Linked DNA regions of Danio rerio: region 2 is linked to region 1. Evidence: chromatin contacts called from public Hi-C data. All regions are on one chromosome and are shown on one strand. The core of a region is the stretch at or near the end of the contact, and the rest is flanking DNA. Distances in the headings are between cores, read along the strand shown. Region 1 overlaps adcy5 (adenylate cyclase 5). Region 2 holds the start of adcy5 (adenylate cyclase 5).

Evidence for each region. Hi-C and Micro-C count contacts between places; a contact is called where the count stands out from the background.
Region 2: a Hi-C map of fibroblasts shows a contact between it and region 1, with 2.5 times the contacts expected there. The contact joins the promoter of adcy5 here to the enhancer-like site in region 1. A contact is called at or near these places in 3 of 18 Hi-C or Micro-C datasets (caudal fin, fibroblasts and an unstated tissue).

The regions. Positions count from the first base shown.
Region 1 is chr9:39,653,259-39,660,406 of GRCz12tu, forward strand. adcy5 (adenylate cyclase 5) reads right to left here. Exons shown (of 21, transcript NM_001171585.3): 2 at 299-448. Among named protein-coding and RNA genes, the nearest start is that of adcy5, 80 kb to the right of the region's middle. Within about 2 kb of position 4,488, at least 9 of the 62 cell types and tissues checked have an H3K27ac peak or open chromatin away from gene starts, as enhancers often do.
Region 2 is chr9:39,730,953-39,738,385 of GRCz12tu, forward strand. It overlaps adcy5 (adenylate cyclase 5), which reads right to left and starts at 5,454. Exons shown (of 21, transcript NM_001171585.3): 1 at 2,771-5,454. The coding sequence starts at 3,694.

The DNA of each region.
Region 1 (7,148 bases), core at 3,238-5,737:
CAGATTTAATGATACATTTAAGCATTAATTCTGACTATTTTTAATCTACATTTGGGTAGTAAACGAGTATATAACATTCAAATGCTTTCTGCTAACTTTCAAATGTTTGTGGCAATATTTTTATTGTCAAACATTTATTGCCACGCTAATCCAAAACGGTGTTTATTTTATATAAAGCGCATTAATTTAAAATCTACATGTATCTGACTGATTACTTCTGAATGTCTGTTAAATCTGACAAAATAGTAAACCTGTTCTTTAGAAGCAGAAGTCCTGATTTTCAGTGGGTTCATCTCACCTGTTGCTGGTTTTCTCTCTGCGAGTGCAGACGGGCTTGAATACATTCTCTGGTCTCCTGGAAGGCCTGTCTCTGAGAACCTTCTGCTGGGTAGTGTGTGCACACACCAACTATATTAGAGCAGGAGAAGATTAGGACATTGGACACCAGCTGTGAAAAAAAGAAAAACGCATCAAACAATTAAAATCTTTAACCTTTAATGTCTCAAAAAAAATTAAAAGTTTATTTGCTTCAAAATAAATGTTGTCATTGTTTGCTAAAAAGAAGATAATATGTTAAATACTGGACCCATTCACTTATTAAACACTCATTAAAAAAAAACTGACAAGTTTAAAATGAATAAACAAATGTACTTTAAAGTCTGTATGAACCGGAAGCTGCTAATATTAGGGGGTGAATGGTCGGATTACAAAAAAAATCATATCAGTGAATTAACTATAGTATAAAAAATGTAAACATTGTACATTTTGACTACACATGGACTCCACTAGTCATAAAAATCATGATGGTTATGTTTTATTTTCATTGTTCATCTACGAGTGGTCTAATAAAATTTAATTAGACTGTGTTGGCAATCTTCCGGAGTGCTTTATCTATGATTTACTGAATGGAGTCTGTTGTGTAATCTTGGCATTCTGGGAGTTTCAAACTGTAATAAATTTCTGCCAAACTGTTTTTACGATACCTTTCAATGTGAAGAGTGTGAGCTGATTTTTTATGCAGCTTTATCTATTTTTAGATACTACACTCAAAACTCAAAAAGCATCTAAATCTAATTATAAAATTGCGTTTCTGCTCCAATTCGCTGTTGAAATTTAATTATTTACACAGTGGCTTTCAGAGTTTATTTCTCCAGTGAACGAACAAGTTGTGGAAACTGAATAACTTGCCTGGCAAATGTAATGCTACTTGACATTATTTACAGCTGTTTTAGATGAGACATCAGATGTTTATTTTGTGCTATAACTAATAATAAAGAGAAAGAAAATTGTCACATTCACCCGCTGCTTGAACCAAGGCTTGATTTTCTTAATAAAATAGGCTAAATTTAAAAGATAAGACTTGCATTTCTTATCAAAAGCAACAAAACACAAAGCTTCTTGTGATTACTGGACAGAAAGTGTGTTTATAATGCTGAAACACAGGCTTAAAGATCAATTTTGTTATTTAAGAATCAACAGAAATTAACATATACTGTATATAAACCAATTTTTTCAAAGTAATTTTAATTAAAATTTTAAGCATTTATTTTTTTAAAAAAAAGTAGTTTTCCTTGATGCACAAGAAAACCAAACCAAAAAAACACACCAAACATTTCCATTAGGAACAACTGTAATGTTAGACACCTAATTTAACCCATGTTTACCATAAACCACAAGTTTTAAACACACATATCCACACACACCTTATTTGACTTTTTCATTGTGATGTGCAAGATGGGCTTGTGGTTCAAAAAAAGAAAGCAAATCCAGGAAGTCTTCCAGGAAACTTAAAATAGACTGTTTGATGAAGACTAGCCAAACAACCTGAAGCTGTTCAGTGTCAACGCATTTCAATTTATCTGGGTTAAATAGGGCCTCCTCCCTGTCTTCCACAAGCAGGGTCAGGAACAGGGCGTCTTGACTCCTTCTAGACACTGGTATCAGGGCAGCGAGATGCATTCCCATAATATCTTTTGCTTGTGCTGGACTGAACTTCAGTGGACAAATCTCTGCCATGACCTCAGGCAACAGACGCTTCACCCTAATATGGATTGTATTAACATAACTGTGCTTTTTTTTGCCTTTATTTTGTCTCAAAATGCTCCGATCACATCGCATAAGCTCTAATATTAGTATTTTGGATTAAATGGTTGGCTTTGTTTAGTAATATGGATGAACCAATCCTTATATATTTCAAATATGACTGAAAAAGTCTGAAATAACAATGAGTGTGACATAAAATATGGTTTTATACGAGTTATATATTAAAAAAGTGTAATCAAAATGTTTAGAACAAGCAGGTAGAAGGTCAATAAAGCTTAAATACCTAACACTTCTTTTATATGTTTTTGAAAAAGCCAGTGATGTCAAATGAAACAAATACAGACACATAAGCAAATTTTCTTTTGAAAGATGGCTAACTCAGTGATTAGAAAATGGAAAAAGCCTTGGTTACTTCAAGTGGAAAAAGGACAATCAATACTGATTAAAGTCTGTCTGTGTGTGTAAAAACCTGCACTCAAGGTAAAACCACTATTAAGGTAAAATAACAAAAAAATAAATACAGCTTTAATTTTTGAATTTTAATTCTGATCAAATCTATCCAACTCTCATGCCGAGTTCAGACTGCTTGATTGTAGCCCCATTTTGACTCGCCGAAAAGTTGAGAAATTGCAGACAAATGCCCGAAATCACAGGCAAATCGGTGCTCGTTCACATGAGTAACAAATCTCACAGTGTGAACTGTCAAAGACGCGATCTGAGAGAATCACCAATGAGTCTCCGACGCTTGTGAGATATTTGGCATGCTAAATATCTGGAGCTGTCAGCAGTTTAAATCATGCAGTGTGAAATGTGTTCTGATTGAAAATAACATCTGCGATTACCTACAGCCAACGAGAGAGCAGCATCCACTAGTATAGGTATCTGCAGGCCAGCGAGAGGTTAGGGAATAAGTTAAAAGGGCTTCTTTTCAGACAAATTGGACACAAGAAATAGAGGAAAAACTAGTGATTTGGCAAGAGCAGCCGTGCCTGTTTGACATGTCATCTGAGCAATAACACAACTGGGTCGAAAAAAAAAAAAAAGGTTGAGGAGAAATGAATAATTCCCTTCAAAGGCCAGGTGAGCAAAAGAAGTACATTTCTCACTGCACTGAAGGCTTCTTACTCATTATGTAGGTAATATCAAAAGATATAGCTTGCTGTCGACTGAATGACTGACCGGCTGACCCAACCACCCCCTTCCCAAAACCAAACTGATAATGTTTTCAAAAGCGATCTAGGAAAAGAAAAGCCGCCATGGCCGCATGATTTCACCATGTTTTCAGCCTGTTGTTTTTATTCACTTATTTTTTGCTTTTGTTTCACCTGGTTTCTGGAACTGTACTTCGTGTCCCAAGTCTGCCGACATATGCGGCGAGCTACTGGGCAAACTGATAACACCAGAAAAGCCATCCATACAGAGATAAGCTGTGGGTAGAGCTAAATGAACAAAAGCCATTAGCAGCATCATACCTGCAGTGTTCGTTTTAAACACGAAATACAGCCAGACGTACCTCTGGGTACATAATTCGCGATCTCCAGAAATGTAGACAGGGTACATATCCACAATGAGGCTGTGTTGTTAATAAATGATGTGTTCAGCATTATGCTCCACCGCTATTTCAAATATGGCGTTCAAAACACCATCAGCCCCTGAAGCAAGTGGTTCTTCCTGCATAGCAATGTTTTGTGCTACTTAAGCGCCACTTTTCCTTGTTCAGATCTGTCAGACTGTCGAAAGAAAAAAAATTATTTAAAACTTGGCTCTGGTTAAAAACCAGCACTTGAACTGATTTGGTGGAAAAGTAGTAAATGAGTAATGACTAAGACTGGCCCTGAAAACGATTGAAACTCACTGTGAAATTAAAATGTACAATGTTTATTTTGTAAGCACTCATTGTTATTCTTCAGGTAAACAATTAATCTGTGCAAGTTATTAACTGAAAAAGAGTGTTTGGCCATCTTCAAAGTCTGAGCATGCTTTGCATTTGGAGTGTTGGTGATTTTATGTTGACGTCAGTTTGACGGCTTCAGCTACAATATTCTTAACCACACCACACTCTTACCATTAGTTTACTATGAGGGAATGATGCACAGAATGGAAGCCCCGTTCCCAACTAAAACGAAAAATTGAGTTGAAGTACATCAACGTCATTAAATAAAAGTCTCAGCTACTTCCGTTTCCTGTGGTTTTTAATACTCTGTTAATTTCTACAGATTACATGTGTAAATTTAGCACTACAGCAGCTGCACTGTTGGTTGTCTGCAGCAGTGAATGCAGAGGCTTTTCATCAGTGGCATGGAAACGTGTACACACACACACACACACACACACACACACATGCTGCGATGCAAATATTTCTGAGCAATAATGCACTCTATTAATACACTCCCATTTCACATTTCGTAATGTCCTTTTTAGGAAGCTGGTGGAATCCCTGTGTCACAGAGTGGGAGGGAATGTACAATAGTGCTTCTCTCGGCTGTAAGAATGCGGGGGATCCAACAGCTAGCACAGCAGCGAAAAAAAGAACTAGGATGTCTTTGTTTTTAGAGGATTAATGCATGCATCGCACTTCTCAAATGAGCCTTTTGTGCTTCATCTCATGTGTTATTCATGATGAGGACTAATGCAACCTGCTGAATTTGTTGGACATAATGAAGCTAGCGGAGAGGAGGATGGGTCAGTCATTGGCCCTCTGGGAAGCCAATCACTCACTCACTCACTCACTGTCAAGGGCTGCCAGTGCAGCAAACCTGAAGCCAGATGCAAACCCTATGAATAAGAACAGCTGGCGGCTCTGTTAGCCAAGAATCTGAAACTGTAGTCTTGCAGAGGAGTGTGAATGAGATAACAAGTGACGGCTTAAAATACTTGGGTGACTATATATGATATGATACTGTATGGGTTATTGAGTTTGACTTTTGGCCTAAAGTTTATATCTGCTAAAACACAAAGAGATCATCAATGTCATATCAATTCATTTCAAGTACACTAAACTAGCATACTTTGCAGCAACTCAGTAATAACAAACAACTAACTATGGTCTTGAAGAGCGATGTGAACGAGAAAACAAGTGAAAGTCTATACCTGCTCAGACTCAAAGATATCACCAGTGTCAATTCAACTTATTTCAAGTACACTCAATGCCACTAACCTGGCATACTTTGCAGCAACTCAATAATAACAAGTGTTGTCACGATACTGAAATTTCTAACATCGATACAATACCTTGAAAAATATCGATATTTGATATCATTTGCAAAGAAACCAATAGGATACCATACATATTGAACTGCATGAACTGAGTGAGATTGTGTTAGCCAATTTACTTGAGAGATTCAAAAAATAAAAGACATTTTAGGGACAACACGTATATCGGCAGCGCTTAAAGCATTATTGATATTGAAACCGTCTTGAAACTGGACCAAACCAAGGTCATATCATTTTAAATATTCCAATATCAATACTTTTCAGAATATCAATATTTTTGACAACACTACAAGTAACTCTCTCTAGATTTAAAATAAACTGGTAAGGCATGTCCCATTCACAACTCCCAAATGAGGCATTGTTGGAATAATTACAGTTTTGGTTAATACTATTCACTGATTTTTATTTAATGATTTTTTTTTTAAGGAAAGTTGTATATACTTGTATACATACACAGTTTTAAGCTTGTGCCACTAAGTGATCTAGAAGTTAAATCTTAAATATTTTTGGGATAAGTATGTCGAGAAATGTTTAACACAGATTTTCAACATTATAGCTCACTGAATTTGGATACATATTTACAAATTATGATTACATTTGAGTTTGTTATATTAAGCGCTATCCAAACATAAGTCCATATATTCCTTGAAAAAAATTAAAGTTGAGTGTTTACTTGTTTGTTTGGCTGACTTTTCACACACTCTGGTTATGTAATCAAATATGCATAAATAACAATGCGCGCATATGAACCTAACATGGGAGGAGAGTTCATACTACAGCCTCCTTTACTTCTTACACTACAAAATATGCTGGCTTGTTCGCGTCATATATGGACAAATCCAGCATCTACAGTTAAAATGTGTCATTTATTTTTTGATTGAAAGACTTAACCCAATGTTGGGTTCAATGTTATCTTTATTTGACCCAACATTGGATTAAAACAAGCAGGCATTTTTTTACATGAATCAATCCTCCTGGTTGCCAGCTGATGTACATTATGCTTACTGTAAAAAGACAGAAAAATGGCATGCACTGCAAAACCAAAGGTGGATATAATACACACTACAAAATATGTAAACCATGAACATGAAACAGACTCGAAGAATTTGAATCAAAACAGCATCCTATACAGTATATGACATTTACTTGCTGCAATCTTATCCACATAATAGGATGATGAAGCTCAACAGAAGTGAATTCTCTGAAAAAAACTGGATGTTTCAACTGCACTACTGCAGCAGTAATGGTAAATATGAAGCTCAAGCTGGCCCTTGAGGACAAACACAAACTAATGGATAGCTCTGGCTCAGCTACTCAACTCTACTCTGTTAAATAGAAAAGAAAACAGGTGAAATTGATCAATAACTTGCAGGTTGTAGCACCCGCATACTGTACAGAACACATTTAATGCTTGAAAGTAATAGTAGGAGGTCGTATCCATCACAATGTTTTACTAATGCAGCTGTACCTGGATTCACTCACATCATAAACACATCCCTTAACTGGATGTTATTTTACATAGCATTTAAGCAGGCTTACCCTATTGATTTAACAACCTATTCTAAATCCAGCACTTTTAGAAACAAACCACTGAATCTGCACCCATTTACCTATATTCAATACTTCTGTGTCTTCCAGAATATTCTGCAAGTGAGCAGCACTTTGTGGTGCTAAGCCAAAAAGGAACAAAATTACTTTCAATCAATTTCACTTTTATTGATCCAAGCTGGTTGAAAGACTCGGCCAAGTCAACCCAAGCAGCTGAATCTTTTACAGCAAAACTTATCTTTTTCCTCAGCACCTGTCCCTCTATCACTAGCACCTCATATTTTAACTATTTTCCAACTACTTATTTTGTTTCTTATTTATTTCGAAGAAAAAAAAAACTGTGA
Region 2 (7,433 bases), core at 4,204-6,703, 79 kb after region 1:
GGTGGATGCATTTTATTGGACTGTTGAAGATAAATGCTTGCGTTGCTATTGTAGAGCTAAGAGCAAGGAGACTTTTAATATAACTCAGTGGATTCTACTCAAAGAAGAATGTCACACACATCAAGAACCTTGAGGGTGAGTAAATCATGGGTTAATTTTAATTTTTTTTGGTAAACTAACCCTTTAAAAGGATCATGTTATGCTCTTTTACAAAGTATTGATATGTTTGGGGTGTGTTCTAGAAAATGCTCTTGCTTGGTGGTATAAAAAAAGTGTTTATGCCACATAATTTGCATTATTACATTATCTTTCTCTCCAGCCTAAAACAAACAGCTCGATTAGTTCCAGGTTTGATAAAGGCCGCTTTTCAATAAGCACTTTGCCTGAGCTAAGCACTTTTTTCTCCAGTTGTGGTCTATGGAAGTGTTGGGAGTTTTTAATGGTGGCAGCATAGCAATGCGGCAATCATGCATTCTACACTTAAAAGCTTCGACAGTTGAAGCACTCACAGCTAAGTGTTTTTGGAAGAATGCTGGCATTTAAGCTCTTCAGTGGACACGCGCCCCTACAGCCCTAATCTCTCCATTATTATTGTTCCATTCAAACATTGGGATTTGAGGTGCTTTGTGACATCATAAACCCCAGAATAAATGCTTGTCATCAAAACAAGCCAATCGCTCTTAAAAAGGGATTTTTAAATACAAAATATCTCAAAGAGCAGACTTTGAGATAGTAGACCTATTAACATTCAAAAAGTGAAAAAGCATAATAGGATGCCTTTAGTATATGCAACTCCTGACAATACATTGTCATCTTGAAGCAAAATGATTGGCCTGTGGAAGAAACTGGGAATTATTTACAACATTAATACCTTTAATTTTCAGCCTCAGCAAAAAGTCCTGGCTTCTTTTACCAGTCTTAAACATGAACTTAATGATATACATGCGCAAACTCATTCAGTTTGTGAGCTGACAACATTTGCTTACAACTTTATTTATAGATTGGTAAATGCAGAATAAGCACAGACTAATAAACAAGCACATTTTTGCCCTCCTTCTCTGATGTAAACTATTAGAATCAGCTCAAATGTTTGTAATTATGCATCACAGCCAGGCATTGCTAAGACTGTGGATTATTGATGTTGTAATTATAATGTTCCCTTTCTCAACTTTGTTTTACTCAAACTCCAATGTTTTTAAGGAGCCAAACATATAAATTTTGCGTTTTCTATGAGCAATTCCATGCAAATGTCATGAAAAAAAATAAAGTTTTCACCAAAATAGTGAAACCCTTTCTATTATTTTTGTGTAGGTTTGGATTTTACAACCCTGTAAAAATCCAAAAATATACTTGCCAAAATATACAGTCCAAAATACTTGCGGAACCACTGTAGCCAAATTTTGTTGGAAAAAAATGCTCTTTTTGTAATGAATTTTGTTTGGTATAATTTGCATCTTTATTTTATTTTATTTTTGTTGTTCAGTTATCTACAAAATAAACAAAAAGAACTAAATGCATTTTAGATTAAGTAATGTGCAAATACCTTTTCAATAATAAGGGGAATTATGAATTCAATTCAAGGCCTATAACAAAATATAGTATTTCTGACTATTTTCTTTATTTCATAGATCTGAGTTAGGAATAACTGTAATCGCAGTACTACTTGGTATCATGATACTTCAGCTGGTATAGTATCGTAACATTAATTAAAGGTATCGCGACAACAACCCTAAAATACTCAATGTCTCTGTCAGTGTATTCAAACAACTATAGAGTATTGGGGCGAGTATATAGTGTATATATATATATATATATATATATATATATATATATATATATATATATATAGTAGTAAATATAGTATATTTCAATACTATATTGCCACAAGTGGCAATTTCACATCCATCACATCCATAATGGATAGACGTCAGATCCATAACCAAGCATTTTTCCTGTAATTCAAAAATCTTCAATAAAATAAAAATTTGTTTTGTTCATTAGAACAAACTCATCCTTTTGATTAGCAGTATTTGTTGGGTTGTGCAGCTCAATTTACAGAATTCCCATAAAGTAGGTGGTCTACTGTAAACTAGCAGACTTCTTTGGTCACATCCATAATCAAATGCATGTTTATTTTCCTCATTTAAAATACAAAATATGTTTACAGATTGATATTTCTTTGATCCCATAACTCTGTGATGAGTTGTTTTGGAAGACATAAACAGATGTTTCAATATAAATGTTAACATATATTTTCTATGTGGGTTCATGTTTTGAGTTAACTCCAAATCTCACATCCATAACTCTGGAATTGAGAGTGAATAAAAACAACATACAGAATCAAAGCGCTACCCATACATTTCATGACCAAAAACACTTTTTTGTTGTACTGCTAAAAAAGGTCACATCTTGGATGACCCTAGTAATGTTGTAATGTTAATTTTGATATAAAACAGCCATTAAAACAAATCTACTACACTCTATTACAAATGGAAAACACGGAGTGGAGCTGGATCAAAGGAATCACAGAACACACAGGTGAAGGTGAATGAAAGTTGCTCCTCTCCACTTACATTGTTTGGTCCAGACCCTGTTGATTCTAGCAAAACTTGATGTTTTTAGTAATTCTAGCAGGAAAGTATGCCCGTCTGACTTTCCTCGTTATTAATTTCTTTACACAAATCTCGTATGTGTAAACAGTCAGAACCGCATGGCTTCTAAAAAAAAGAGGTTAACCCAAGCAATAAAGCAATGACAGCGCTTCACTCACCTGCTTCCACAAGAAGACGTCCATGTCGTTTAACCTCCACGAGATGAGCACATGAATGGCAGACAATATAATCCCAGTGATCACCGCCGCTCTCATCCGCACCGGCAGAAGCGTGTAAATGACGTGGATGAAAAACACGGTCCACCAGATGCCTTCAGACGCGCTCCGCGGCTTGACGAACAGCACGCCGACTACCTGCACGGCCAGCACCAGCAAAATCAGCAAATAACAAACTATCCACATGTGATCCTGATGGAAGCCGTTCCTGTTGCACACCACCATCAGCGTGAGGATGAGCACGATCGCCGCGGTGAAAACCAGCACGTAGGTGAGCTGGCACATCCCTCCGGCGCAGTGGAAGCCCAGCATCACCGCGCACACCAGCACCAGCACGGCCATCAGCATCGTCAGGCTGCTCTGGTTCAGGCGGAAGAAGTAGCGCTGGTAGAGCCTCTCCAACTTCTCCGACTGGAACTTCTTGGACCTGAAAATCTGCATCACGCTGTTGCAGCACGCGCTCATGGAAAAGTTCACTTCAGGCATGAGCTCCTCCTCTGGTTTGGACTTGGTTCTCCTGTCCTCCAGACCCAGCTCCACGGATTTGGGTCTCACTTCTCCATCTCGGTACCTCGGGGACGATCGGTTGTTGTTGCGGCTCTCCTCGCCTTGTTCCTGCCAGGCGGACTTGGATCTGAAGCTAACCCGGCTGACGGTGGTCGTGGCTCGGCCCGGTTGTCGCTCGAAGTCATCGTCCTCTCTCCAGCGACTGTTGGACCGTATGAGCTTTTTGCAGGAGGATCTGGCCGAGTATGGACATCCGTTCGCCACGGACTCAGACTCGCCCCAAGCGGATCTGTGCTCCGTCCCTCCCCTCAGTCCAGGAGCGCCAGCGCCGGGTGGGCTCACGCTGTTAGATCTGGACATGATCTCGATTATCACATACAGCAAATGAACGCAGGGTGCGAATTACGCAGGGTTTCACTTCCTAATGAAGATTTTAACACGCAAGAAAGAGGATCGAAAGGGGTAGGAGTTCAGTATTCAAATAAAGTAGCCGCAAAAGTTAGTGCACTAAATCCTCTTTGCTTGTTTTAATAACAGTTTGTGTTGAACTTCTTGTCATTACTACACAAACATATCTGATAATGTTCAAATACAGGCTCCATTGAACACAATAAATTACTTGCGCGCTGTATAAATAGAAAAGTCAAGTCATGTCCCCTCATAAATAAACTTTCAACTGATATTAGCCTCATTTGTGGAGCAAGTTATAGTAAAGCCATTGCCAATTGAAGTCAGCTGGTGATTTAAACGATTAAAAGTAAACTAAAGTTATCTGTAAGGTAAGGACTGGGATAACAAAAGTGACCCGATGAGTTTGCATTCTCCTTTATTTCCTAATTAGGAGCGATGTAAAGTGGGCAAGATTATGGCAGCCAAGCCCTCTGAGATACAGAAACACGTTTTGCAAATCAAACCGCTCATATCTACATCATTATGCACACAAGGATGGCTTTGTAGAAGTAATTAAATATACAAAGTAGTCATTTGGGATGCATCCTCAGGTGGGTAAAGTATCAGAGGACGGCAGAGGGAGTAATTGTGCGCCACTTTTCAGTTCATAAAAACACAAACCTCTGGATACATTTCGAGGGGGGTTAGAGGGGCATTGGCGCCTCTAATTAAGGCTGAATAACCCAGAGGAAATTAAAACGGTTATGAAATACAGTATTTTAATTAAGGACGGCTGTATACGTTTCAAAGGTTTCAGCACTAGCTAATACAGTTCGATAATTCAGCGCATATCGTTACCTGTCGCCAAACAGTCGCGTTCGCCAGATGAGGAAACCATAACAACACGCGACCCTCGAGCGTTATGTCCACAAAACATCGTCACTTTACTATTTCTATCAAATGTGTCACAAAAACTCAAGTGTTTTAAAACTTAAGCCCTGACAACAATTGGCGTTCCCGCGAGACCAACTTCAAAAGACTGAAAAATGTAACGATTTATCAAAATTAATTCAAAACAAACCCCCCTAAATCGCTTTAAAATACTCCACCCACTCTCGAAGTCACTGTATAATTCGCACACTGCTTAAGATAGCCTTATTTCGACCGAATCATCGTGAACTGACCCCTCACCCATCACGCCAGACCTCCGCGTTTTCGTGACAGGAGCAAATAGTGTCCGCGAAAGTGTGGTTTGGCCAGAGCTGAGAGCGCGGAGCACGACTCCATGGTGCGCGCGCATTGATGCATTGATCCACGCAAGATGTACACCTGTGAATATGTGGTCGCAGCCCACTAGATGGTGATTACATGATCACGATTGCTGCGAAGACCTCAGCTTTCCGACACTCCTGCATGGCAAGTTGCGTCAACCCGAGATGACCTCACAAAGTGTCCTTTGGTGACGGAGTCTTCATTCGTGCTGTGCAGATAGGGATCTCCAGTGCTCCTGATGCAGTAGCAGCAACATCATCATCACCATCAGCGCTGGCGTCTGGATGAGGGATGAATTGTCACGCCACGAGAGCGTCAAATCCGCCCTGCTTGGTCAGAGCCGCGTGCTGGAAGTGCCGGACAGGCTGCACGTCCTTCCCCTGCGGATTCTCAACACCCAAACCCATAGAATTGATTAAGCGTTATCATCCGTTTTGGTGCTTCTTCTCTTTGTATTGCCATTCAACCAAGTATGATCTTTAGACCCCGCCTTATGCACGGTCCTATTGGCTGCTCAAGTTGCCAATCAAGTGTTCTATTGGTCAATGTGAACGTCAGTACGTGGTGATTTGGATAAGTGGGCGGGTCTACCCACACAGCTGTATGTAGGGAAGCGTGAGGGAAAAAATGTTTGTTTGTTTGTTTGCTTTTCTATTATTAGAGCAATTTAATATAACAGTAAGTAAATAACTGTTACAAATAATATGTATTTTGTCAAACACATTTCAGGAAAAATCGTAGGAATATAATGTCGTTGTTGACAATTTGCCTATGTTTAAAATCTAAATATTAAAATATCCTGCATGTTATAGTAATTTTTTCTTGTCTGGAATTACTTTGAACTAGGTGATTAAAGCTAAAGAAATGTACTAAAATCCTGCTGGAAGTTTGTTAACTTATATTGGTTTCTTAGATTCCTTGCGGACATTCTTACATAAAATGTTTATTTGTTTTTCTACTCTCAGAATAAAATAACAATTTAATATAACAGTAAGTAAATAAATGTACTAAATAACAATAATTTTGTCAAACACATTTTAGAAATAACCGTAGACATATATTGTCTTCGTCAACAATTTGCCAGAGTATAAATTTAAAATATAAAAATTTCCTGCATGTGTTAATTGTTTATTGTCTGGAATTACTTTGAACTGGGTAATAATAACTAAAACTGCACTTTAATTCATCTGTATTTCTATAGCAGTTTTACAATGTAGATTGTGTCAAAGCCGCTTAACATAGAAGGTTATAGTAAATTGAAACTGTGTAAGTTCAGTTTTCAGAGTTGAAGTTCAGTTTAGTTCAGTTGAGTCCGGTTTAATTTTCACTGCTGAAAGTCCAAATACCGAAGAGCAAAACTATCAATGTGCACACAAATCCTGTACCATGCAAGCCAGTGGCGAGTGGCGAGGAATAAACTTCAAACAAACATTAAAAAAAAATGTCAGAATAAAATTAAAATTTAATATAACAGTAAGTAAATAAATATAATAACATTTATTTTGTCAATTTTGGCAACGTATAAAATCAAAATATTCAAATATCCTGCATGTTATAGTATTGTTTCTTGTCTGGAATTACTTTGAACTGGGTAATTAAACCTAAATTTTTGTACTAAAATCCTGCTGAAGTTTGTTATCTTATATTGGTGTCTTAGAATTCTTGTGAACATTCTCACATAAAAAAAATGTTTATTTGTTTGTGTGTTTGTTTGTTTTTCTATTCTCATAATAAAACAAAAGTTAAATATAACAGTAAGTAAATACATGTAATAAATAACATTTATTTTGTCAAACACATTTAAGGAATAATAGTAGACATATAATGTCATTGTTGACAATTTGGCAGAGTATAAAGTCAAAATGTTAAAATATCCTGCATGTGATGGGAATTGTTTCTTGTCTGGAATTACAGTACTTTGAACTTGGTAATAATAACTACAAATTGCACTATAACCCTGCTGGAAGTTCAATATCAGACATTTGTTTCTTAAAATCCTTGTGGACATTCTCACATGAAGAATGTTTGTTTGTTTGTTTGTTTGTTTGTTTTTCTACACTCAGAATGAAACAAAAAATATTTTAAACAGGAAGTAAATTAATGTAATAAATAACATTTATTTTGTCAAACGCATTTCAGGAATAATAGTAGGCCTATAATGTCGTCAAGGATTTGGCAACGTACAAGATCAAAATATTAAAATACCCTAGATGTTATAGTAATTGTTTCTTGTCTGGAATTACGTTGAACTGGGTAATTAAAAAAAATTGAACTAAAATCCTGCTGGAAGTTTGTTATATTATATTGGTTTCTTAGAATCCTTGTGGACATTCTCACATGAAGAAGTTGTAGTCTTTTACTGGAAATACTGTAGTGATTTTGAACCATACTAGAGTAAAGTGTATAAAACTGTATATTATGGTATTTGTGGGTTCAT